2 separate regions of the Mus musculus genome follow, and region 2 is linked to region 1. Evidence: chromatin contacts called from public HiChIP or PLAC-seq data. All regions are on one chromosome and are shown on one strand. Each heading gives the region's core, a stretch centred on a gene start, on an enhancer-like site or on the middle of the called end of the contact. The rest is flanking DNA. Distances are from core to core; before and after follow the strand shown.

Region 1 (4,280 bases), core at 1,143-3,642:
TCTGCCAGAACAGTGTGTTATTCAATGGGCCTCTCTCCAGCATGAGTTGAACTTCTGATCTTCATGTCTCCAGTTCTGATCTGCTGGAGATGAAAACCTGGGCTTCCTGCATGCTAAGTAAGCACTCTGCCCACTGAGCTCCTCCCACAGCTAGGACATGATTTATAATGAGATTGAAACTTTGTTATGCTCTCTCTTTTTAGTCTCATGTTACCCAGAGTAAGCAGTCAAGTCACTGTGTCACTGGTATTTTACACATAAAAAGCAGGCACAGGTTAAACGCTTGACTCTTTTCCAGTTCTTTTGACCCAGTTCCAGCACTGTTTGTTACTAGCCTAGCTGTTATTCTTGAAATGTTTTTCCTTTCATATATAAATTTAATTTAGAACCAGCATGGAGACCCACAGTCCCTATGCTGAGAGTTAAGGCAGGAGCTCGTTCCTGGCTGTGCAGTGAATCTGAGGCCAGGCTGGGCTGTATGAGACCCTGGCTCAAGGGGGTTGAGGGGTTAGCTCAAATACTTTTTTCTCTGTATCCCAAGACCTAGGTGTGTAGGTGTTTTTGCCTCTTAGAGATGCTGTCTGAAATCTTGAAGTTTCTTTGCTCTCTTGCCTCTAGAATATTCATAGTACTCAGTATGTCAAGGCTACCCATGTCTGAACCAACCACTTCTATCTTACGTTTCATCCCATCTCTTTTCTGAGTGTTTGGAAGGAAACTGGCCCCAGGCTGTTTGTAACATCCACATACCCTCTGATTTGTTATTTAACTGCTGCTGCCCATTAAGCTGTTACCTCGATCAAGAGTCAGGCTGTAGTCTGTTTTATTGAATAAGAAACATCTTTCCTCTAGCCTTTATCTTTTGCTTTCTTTGCTGCATATTTATATAATCACTTGCCTGGTGTTGTGTGTGGCTTACATACCAGCAGGATGCCAGCATGTATAGCACCTGACTGACAACCCAATCCTCCTTTTCCTTTGGTGGTTTGTGGGTAGCCGTTACTAGGTGGACTCAGAGTTGAGATGTGGACCAGGCCTTTGCACTGACATAAGCTTGCATTTACTCTTCAGTTTCTCTGATCCTTGCAACCTTCAGGATAAAAAGTAAACAAAACACCAAAGTTCAGAAACCATGGCTTCTTAGATACCTCTCATGTGGCTGTTAGTATCTAGAATAAGAAATACAGAGCCCTCCTGTCAAACACCCAGTTCATATAAAAATCCCATAATGCTAAGGATCTTAGAGATCACCTGGACTCCTGTATTCCTCAGATAAGAAAATAGAGGCTTGCACCTTTCACAGGTAGCAACAGAGCTACCCCTTCACTACTGCCTCAGTCCCCGAACAAATCATGAAATTTAGCTCATTCCTTTACTTCGTCCTTCCTGGAGGAAAAATCAGAACATCAATTCTGACCTGTTTTTCCTCACTCCCCTTACTGTTTCACTCTGACAATGAAAGACTTCATTTGTCCTGTGTTGAGAGTCACAGGACAAGGGAATAAAGGTTTTGAAGGAACAGGTGAGCAGTCTCTAGCTTAAAGATGAATAAGATAATTCTGTATTGTTTCTCTTGCCTGTCTTCCCTTATACTTTAATAGAATCTGTATTGTGGGAGAGTAGGTATTGCACAATATTTGATATATGTGCTTAGACCAAAAACATAGGAATATCTGACTTATAGATTTTATTGTAAAATACTACAAATATGATCTACTCTCCAGAGGCCAAAAAAAAAAAATCTTGGGATGATTATTGGAACTCTTTGAGTCTCCCTGAAATTCTCAGATTTTAAGTATTTACCCATGGGTAGTAGGAATACAAACAGTTCCCTGTACTTAGGTGCTCAGAACTAAACAGAAGTCTTTGGACTCCACCGAGTGTTTGGTCATCAGGTGGACACCTTCAGCCGGAAATTTGTTTTTTAAAAAGTGTTTTCATTAATTTTTTTGTGGGCAGGCATAAGTCACAGCACACATGTTGGAGGCCAGCACAACTGTCAGAAGTTGGGTCTCTGCTCCCACTATGTAGTCATTAAGCTTGGCAGCAAGTTCCCTTACCCACTGAACATTTCACTGGCTTTAGGTACAGCATTCTAATTCCCCATAGGGTCACTGGTTGCATTAATTGGCTATTTTCCTTTGGAGGCCTGAGTCAGGCTCATGGGGGCTGGTGGGTGTGTGGTGCAGCTTTGTATCTTCTTTTGGAAATTGTTGGAAGAAAATCAACCAATACCCTTTTCACATTTAGGTTTAGCAAAAAGCTCTCTTTTAAATTGGCATTTAAGTTTTTTCTGTTTTTCTTCCATTTTAACCCTTGTCTTTTGTCCCTCCCCATAAAGCAGTGTCTTATGCAACAGTTGCTGGGCTCACACTTAGGCAGAGAAAAAGGAAGTGGAAGGACAAGAAGCCAGTGGCTTCACTAGTGTGACTCTAGGTAGTTTTTGCTCTGGTCCGTGCCCACCTCCCCAGGGAATCCAGAGTTTGGCTCTGTTGCACATTAGAAACCCACACCTGTCGGCAAAACCAGCCCTAGCCACTCTGGCTCACATGGGACCCTGATAGTGCAACCTTTTACTCTAAACCACCTCACATTTCTGTTGAGGAGTCCACAGTATTCAAACACTGTTTGGGAAAAGTGGATTGAGGCCATTTTCCTAACACAATAGATACAGAGTACTATGTGCATTTTTGTGCTATTTCTTGTAACAAGAATCAATGGAACAATATACATTACTGGTTCTAATATTGTCTGCATAAAAAATTGATGTAGTTTTAGCTCATTTAGCAAAAACTGAACATTGTGGACTGTTTTGAATTATTTTACACTGACTTGAAAATCATATTCCTTAAGGATTTAAAATTAGAAATGCCTAAAACTTCAGGTTTAAGAGAAAATTACAACTTCGTTCTAGATGATGATCTAGGTGTTGGAATGCAAATTTATGTATAACAGGCACTATTCACTCTCATAGTATTTCATAACATGCAGGTGTTTTCTTTTCATTCCTCATTAAATGGAAAAGTAAGTGGCAGTTAAAGGGACTGTGTCCCAGGTGTAAGTCAGCACTCGGGAGCAGTGACAGATTGAGTTCTACCTGGGCTCTGTAGGAAGACTTGGTCTTCAAAAACAGAGCAAGTCATCTTCAACAGTGTCTTTATCAAGATGAAGTAAGAGTGTGGGTCTTAGGGATAGCCTCTGTGGGAAACTAATAGGATGGCTACTTCTCCAGAATTACCAAAACAACAGAAACTACCCATCATAAATGTACTGCACTGGGTTTACCGTCATCCTATTAGAGTAGGAGCAAAGATGCTGTATTTTTGCTAAATAGTAGATATAGACATTTTAGGGTTTTTTGTTTGTTTGGTTGGGTGGCTTTTGGTTTTTCGAGACAGGGTTTCTCTGTATAGCCCTGGCTGTCCTGGAACTCACTTTGTAGACTAGGCTGGCCTTAAACTCAGAAATCCACCTGCCTCTGCCTCCCAAGTGCTGGCAGCCACCACTGCCCGGCTGAAATTTTAGTTTACAGATTTGAATCTTCTGTGCTGATGAAAGGGTCATCATAATTTAGTAGACATTCCTTGTAGAATGGAAATTAAAAAGTAGACTACAATTCATCATTTTGTTTTTCAGCTAAAGTCATTCTAAAACAGCAGGTTAAAATATCAGAAGACTTTTTGGATAGAATTGCAAGCATGTGCTACCTATTGTTTTAATGACCAGATTTCAGGTTCCTTAAGTTTAGAACTCCAGGACCTCATGTTTATGATTTAATGAAACACTGTTACAGCATAATCCAGTTTACTTTTAAAAAGTATGTATGGGTATTTTGCTTGCAACACTTGGACTGCAGTGGATTTCCTAAAATTAGACTCAACACATGGCTACCATGTAGATGCTGGAAGCTAAACCTCAATTCTCTGAAAGAGCAGCCAGAACTCTTAACTTTTGAGTCATCTCCAGTCTCCAGTCTTTATGATATTGCAGTCAGTAAAGCTCCTGCCGTGCTGGCATAAAAACAGGAGTCCAGGTCCCTAGCACCCACATAAAAGCCGGAGGTGCATGTCTATAACTCTACCGCTGGGGCCAATGAAGACAGACATCCCAGAGCTCCTTTCCACCAATCTCAGTGAGAGACCCTGTCTCAAACACTGAAGTGGAGATCAGTTGAGAAATAGACATTTGACATTGACCTCTGGCTTGTACATGCACAAGCTTACAAATGCTCTCACATCCACATGTACTGTGCACTACCCACAGCAAAGTAAGGAAAACAG
Region 2 (4,280 bases), core at 878-3,377, 110 kb after region 1:
CTAAAGCCTGTACGTGATCCCTAACACTTCTGAATAAATAAGTGAATAAATAAATAAATATACTGGGAGATCTTTAATGTTTAAGTATTGAACCATGGAGTAGAAGGATTTGTGTGTGTTGAGAGCTGGGGCTGCCAAGGATTGAACTCAGGGCTTTTTTGGACTAACATTAAGTGAGCACACTGCTGCTGAACTTGCCTTTCCAGGCACACACATAAGCCTTCCTCTGTATTCTTGTTCTGGGCCCCTAAAATGTAACCCGAGAAGCTGGCTCATAGTGCTCTCTGCCCCCCATTCTTCTCACTGTGAGAAGCTCTGAGCTTTGGGGCAGAGAGTAAACAGAGATGGCAAACACTCTGGAACAATCAAACACTAAGTACAAATAGGCAAGCAGAGTTTTCTGGAGTTGCTGAGCCATCAAGAAAGTGACGCTATCCACTATCCTGGCGTAGTGGTGCATGCTTTTAATCCCAGCACTCAGGAGGCAGATATTTGAGTACGAGGCCAGCCTGGTCTACAGACTGAGTTCCAGGACAGCCAAAGCTACACAGTGAGATCCCATCTCAAAAACAAGAAAAGGGACACCCACCTGTCTTGACCCCCTGCTCCTTGCTGGGTATCGCCTTGCCCATGAACCCGTGTCTACCACTGAGCTTGCGCTCAGTCTCAGTAAGTAGGACTCCTTTAGGTTATTCCAAGAAAGGAATAGTATCTGCAAAATACAGGGGTGAGCTTGCTGACAGACTTAGAGGAAGTATTTGTTCAATCTCCCATGCTATACCTATCCTGCCTTCCATCTCATCTCAGAGACCTGACTCCTTATCTGAGCTCACTGGGTTTGTCCTTTTCTGGTTTTTGTCTTTTGCTTCTGTTTTGTTTTCTGAAGGTGGCACACGCCCCAGGAGAATGGGAGGCCCTTGCTGTTGTGGTTCCTGTGCCACCTTTTACCTGCCTGCTTCGGAACTTGGCCCCTGCCACCAACTACAGCCTTAGGGTGCGCTGTGCCAATGCCTTGGGCCCTTCTCCCTACGGCGACTGGGTGCCCTTTCAGACAAAGGGCCTAGGTAAGAAACTCAGCAGGAGGGGCAGGGCTGGAGAGGGAAGGCATCACTCATTCAGTGAGCGCTTATTGAGCACCTACTACATGTTACTGCATACCATGTTGTATCTAGTTCTTATAGAAGGACCAGATAGATAAGCAAACTGGGAAAGACAGGAGAGTATAAGAATACTTCAGGGTGCCCAAGCAAAATGCCCTAAAGTGGGCTAGAATACAGCTCATTGGTTGATTCCTTGGCTAGAGGTTCAATCTCCAGTACCCCTGAAAAGGGAAAGATCCTGCTAGGGTGGCCAGCCTTCTGACATTGTGAATAAGTGGGCTCTGGGTTGGAAAGGCCTGGGTGACAGAGGCATGAGTAGGCCTGCAGGATAAGAAGACATATAAATATTTTGTGGGAAAGTGCAGCAAGGTAAGGACACAGCAAGTCAAAAGAACACTGCCCAGGAATTGATTGTCGTTCTCTGCTTGTTAAATGAGGCTGGGTGGGGGGAGGGCAAAGCAGTACCAGGGTGATGAAGAGTCACAGCTATAGTGATGTGGGGGCTGGGCTGTTTCTGTCCTGCCCAGGCTTCCCTCCCCAACACAGGGGGTGTTAGCAGTTGCAGCTGGGAGGCCAGCCCTTTCCTCACCCTCTGCTTTCTGAGCTCTTCAGCTCTTGGTTTGTGTGGGATAATGATGGTAGGGAAGGCAGGGACTCCTAAGAGCTTTCTTTCTTTGGGTACAGCGCCAGCCAGAGCTCCTCAGAATTTCCATGCCATTCGTACCGACTCAGGCCTTATCCTGGAATGGGAAGAAGTGATTCCTGAGGACCCTGGGGAAGGCCCCCTAGGACCTTATAAGCTGTCCTGGGTCCAAGAAAATGGAACCCAGGTAAGAGAGACAGTTCCTTTTGCTCCCCCTACTGTGCTGGAGAGTCTACCCTGTACTTCTGAGACTTAGAAGAGCTTTAGAATGCTTCTGGAAAGTCTGGGGCTCCCACAGGCAGCCCCAGGGAATACCCTCCACCTCCTGGCTAGGCACACTCCCTGTCTCATTGGTTTGTCTCTCCTCTGGGATAGCCCTGTGGCCGCTTTGTATGCAAATCGGGAAGCCTAGCCCTGCCCCTGCAAGGATGGGGGCAGCAGGGGACACAGATAAGGCTTTGTCCCCAGTCCCTGCTCTCCTTCCTGTCACCCTCTTGTAGCGGTGAGGATTGTTTATGTTTCAGAGAGGCCTCTCCCCTGCAGTCCAGGGCGGGAATGTGGTGACTCCCAGGGGATTGTGTTCTGTAGCCCCTAACACTCACTGCACCCCTAAGGTTCCCTAATTCCTTAGTTGAACTTTCTTCTGGCCTCCCAACCCAGCTGGAGGCTTCCCCAGGCTGTGTGTAAGGGTGGGGCTTTTCCTGGTTACAGGATGAGCTGATGGTGGAAGGGACCAGGGCCAATCTGACCGACTGGGATCCCCAGAAGGACCTGATTTTGCGTGTGTGTGCCTCCAATGCAATTGGTGATGGGCCCTGGAGTCAGCCACTGGTGGTGTCTTCTCATGACCATGCAGGTAAGGCATGCAGGGCAGGCGTAGGGTGCAAGGCTCTCAGGGATTACACCGACTGATAGGAGGAGGCTGGTCACACACACACACACACACACACACACACACACACACACACACACATGACTGGTGTTTCTGTCTTGGTTTTCCTCCCTTTGCTTTGGTCACACTGCAGGTGACAGCAGTGAGAGTCTGTCACTGCTCAGGTACAAGCATTTGGATCTTTGAGGTCTTTTTGATTTGACACCCTGCTTAGCATAGGAAATCTTTTGGCTAGACTAGGTGAGGTGGCCACCCTAGGACAGTTCTAAAAGGACATTTTGGTGTCAGCCTGGCTCATGACAACGCCTTTCCCTTTCCCAGGGAGGCAGGGCCCTCCCCACAGCCGCACATCCTGGGTGCCTGTGGTCCTGGGCGTGCTCACCGCCCTGATCACAGCTGCTGCCTTGGCCCTCATCCTGCTTCGGAAGAGACGCAAGGAGACGCGTTTCGGGTAAGGAAGTGGGACAGCGGCCAGTGAAGAAGGTGGTAACAGGGGGCCTTGTGATTTACCTGATGTCTGGGTTTCTCTTTAGGCAAGCCTTTGACAGTGTCATGGCCCGAGGGGAGCCAGCTGTACACTTCCGGGCAGCCCGATCTTTCAATCGAGAAAGGCCTGAACGCATTGAGGCCACATGTGAGTGCTGGAGCATCACAGAAGGGAAGAGACAGACTATCTTGTGTTCCTACCTCTTACCAACTCCTTTATCCAGCTAAAGAGCCTGAACCTTTCTAAGTCCCAGCATAGTGAAAAGGGACACCCTAACTTGCTTGGGAGAGCTTATCACCACAGTGTGGGAGATCCAGGCTCTGCTGAGGGCAGAAAGCCGGGTGGAGCTGTAGGCTGGAGTGTGGATTTGACTGCAGCCTCGCTTCCCTTTCACCTCCTCCCTGCAGTGGATAGCCTGGGCATCAGCGATGAATTGAAGGAAAAGCTGGAGGATGTCCTCATTCCAGAGCAGCAGTTCACCCTCGGTCGGATGTTGGGCAAAGGTGCGGGGGCTGTGGGGGACTAGCATGAGTTTGCCCTCTCTGCATGGCTTGTTCCAGTTGCTTCCAGGGTATGAATTTGGGTCAGCTCCTATAAACAAGATATACCTATGGATGCCTGATTTAGGGGTTTTACAAGGGATCATGAGTAGAGGCAAGGAGCCATTTCCCCACACAGACTCTTCTAAGAGCCTTAATTGATGATTTTATGACCATATGAAGAGTCACCTGAGAGGGAAGGGTGTGGGGAGCCTGAGGTGTCTCACGCTGTCCATTGATTTCTTGCTTAGGAGAGTTTGGATCAGTGCGGGAAGCCCAGCTAAAGCAGGAAGATGGCTCCTTCGTGAAAGTGGCAGTGAAGATGCTGAAAGGTGAGTTAGACAGTAGGGTTTGTTGCCAGGTAGGGAAGAGGGCAAAGGGAGGGACTGATCTGGAGCAGGCGCCACTCTGCCTGAGATTTCCCAAGAAGCTACTCAGCAGTGGCAGGGATGCTGACTGCACCACGTGAATAATTCAAAAGCATAAGCCCACGCAAAGATTCGTGCCCCAGCTTTGCTCCCTGCAGTCAGCGGTGACGGCGCTCACCGTTCACTCTTGGGTGATTGCGGCTGTGATCGGAGCTCCTGAGCTGCCAAAATCAAGGGAGAGGCCGATTTCC

The links. HiChIP or PLAC-seq counts read pairs in DNA pulled down with a chosen protein or histone mark.
Region 2: a contact with region 1 is called in an H3K27ac HiChIP or PLAC-seq map of large pre-B cells, with 2.2 times the contacts expected there. The contact joins two enhancer-like sites. A contact is called at or near these places in 4 of 39 promoter capture datasets (3T3-L1-derived adipocytes, the C10 cell line, hippocampal neurons and 1 more), 1 of 15 datasets of contacts at CTCF or cohesin (CD8 T cells), 1 of 484 Hi-C or Micro-C datasets (bone marrow-derived macrophages), 3 of 115 datasets of contacts at active chromatin or transcription factors (embryonic stem cells and large pre-B cells) and 3 of 9 other capture datasets (adipose tissue, liver and pancreatic islet).

What each region holds. Positions count from the first base shown.
Region 1 is chr2:119,696,244-119,700,523 of GRCm38.p6, forward strand. The region is part of intron 2 of Rtf1 (RTF1, Paf1/RNA polymerase II complex component); the gene reads left to right. Among named protein-coding and RNA genes, the nearest start is that of Rtf1, 23 kb to the left of the region's middle. Within about 2 kb of position 2,393, at least 35 of the 459 cell types and tissues checked have an H3K27ac peak or open chromatin away from gene starts, as enhancers often do.
Region 2 is chr2:119,806,949-119,811,228 of GRCm38.p6, forward strand. It overlaps Tyro3 (TYRO3 protein tyrosine kinase 3), which reads left to right. Exons shown (of 19, transcript NM_019392.2): 7 at 887-1,064; 8 at 1,785-1,930; 9 at 2,455-2,599; 10 at 2,957-3,086; 11 at 3,169-3,269; 12 at 3,530-3,625; 13 at 3,913-3,993. Among named protein-coding and RNA genes, the nearest start is that of Tyro3, 9.6 kb to the left of the region's middle. Within about 2 kb of position 2,128, at least 39 of the 459 cell types and tissues checked have an H3K27ac peak or open chromatin away from gene starts, as enhancers often do.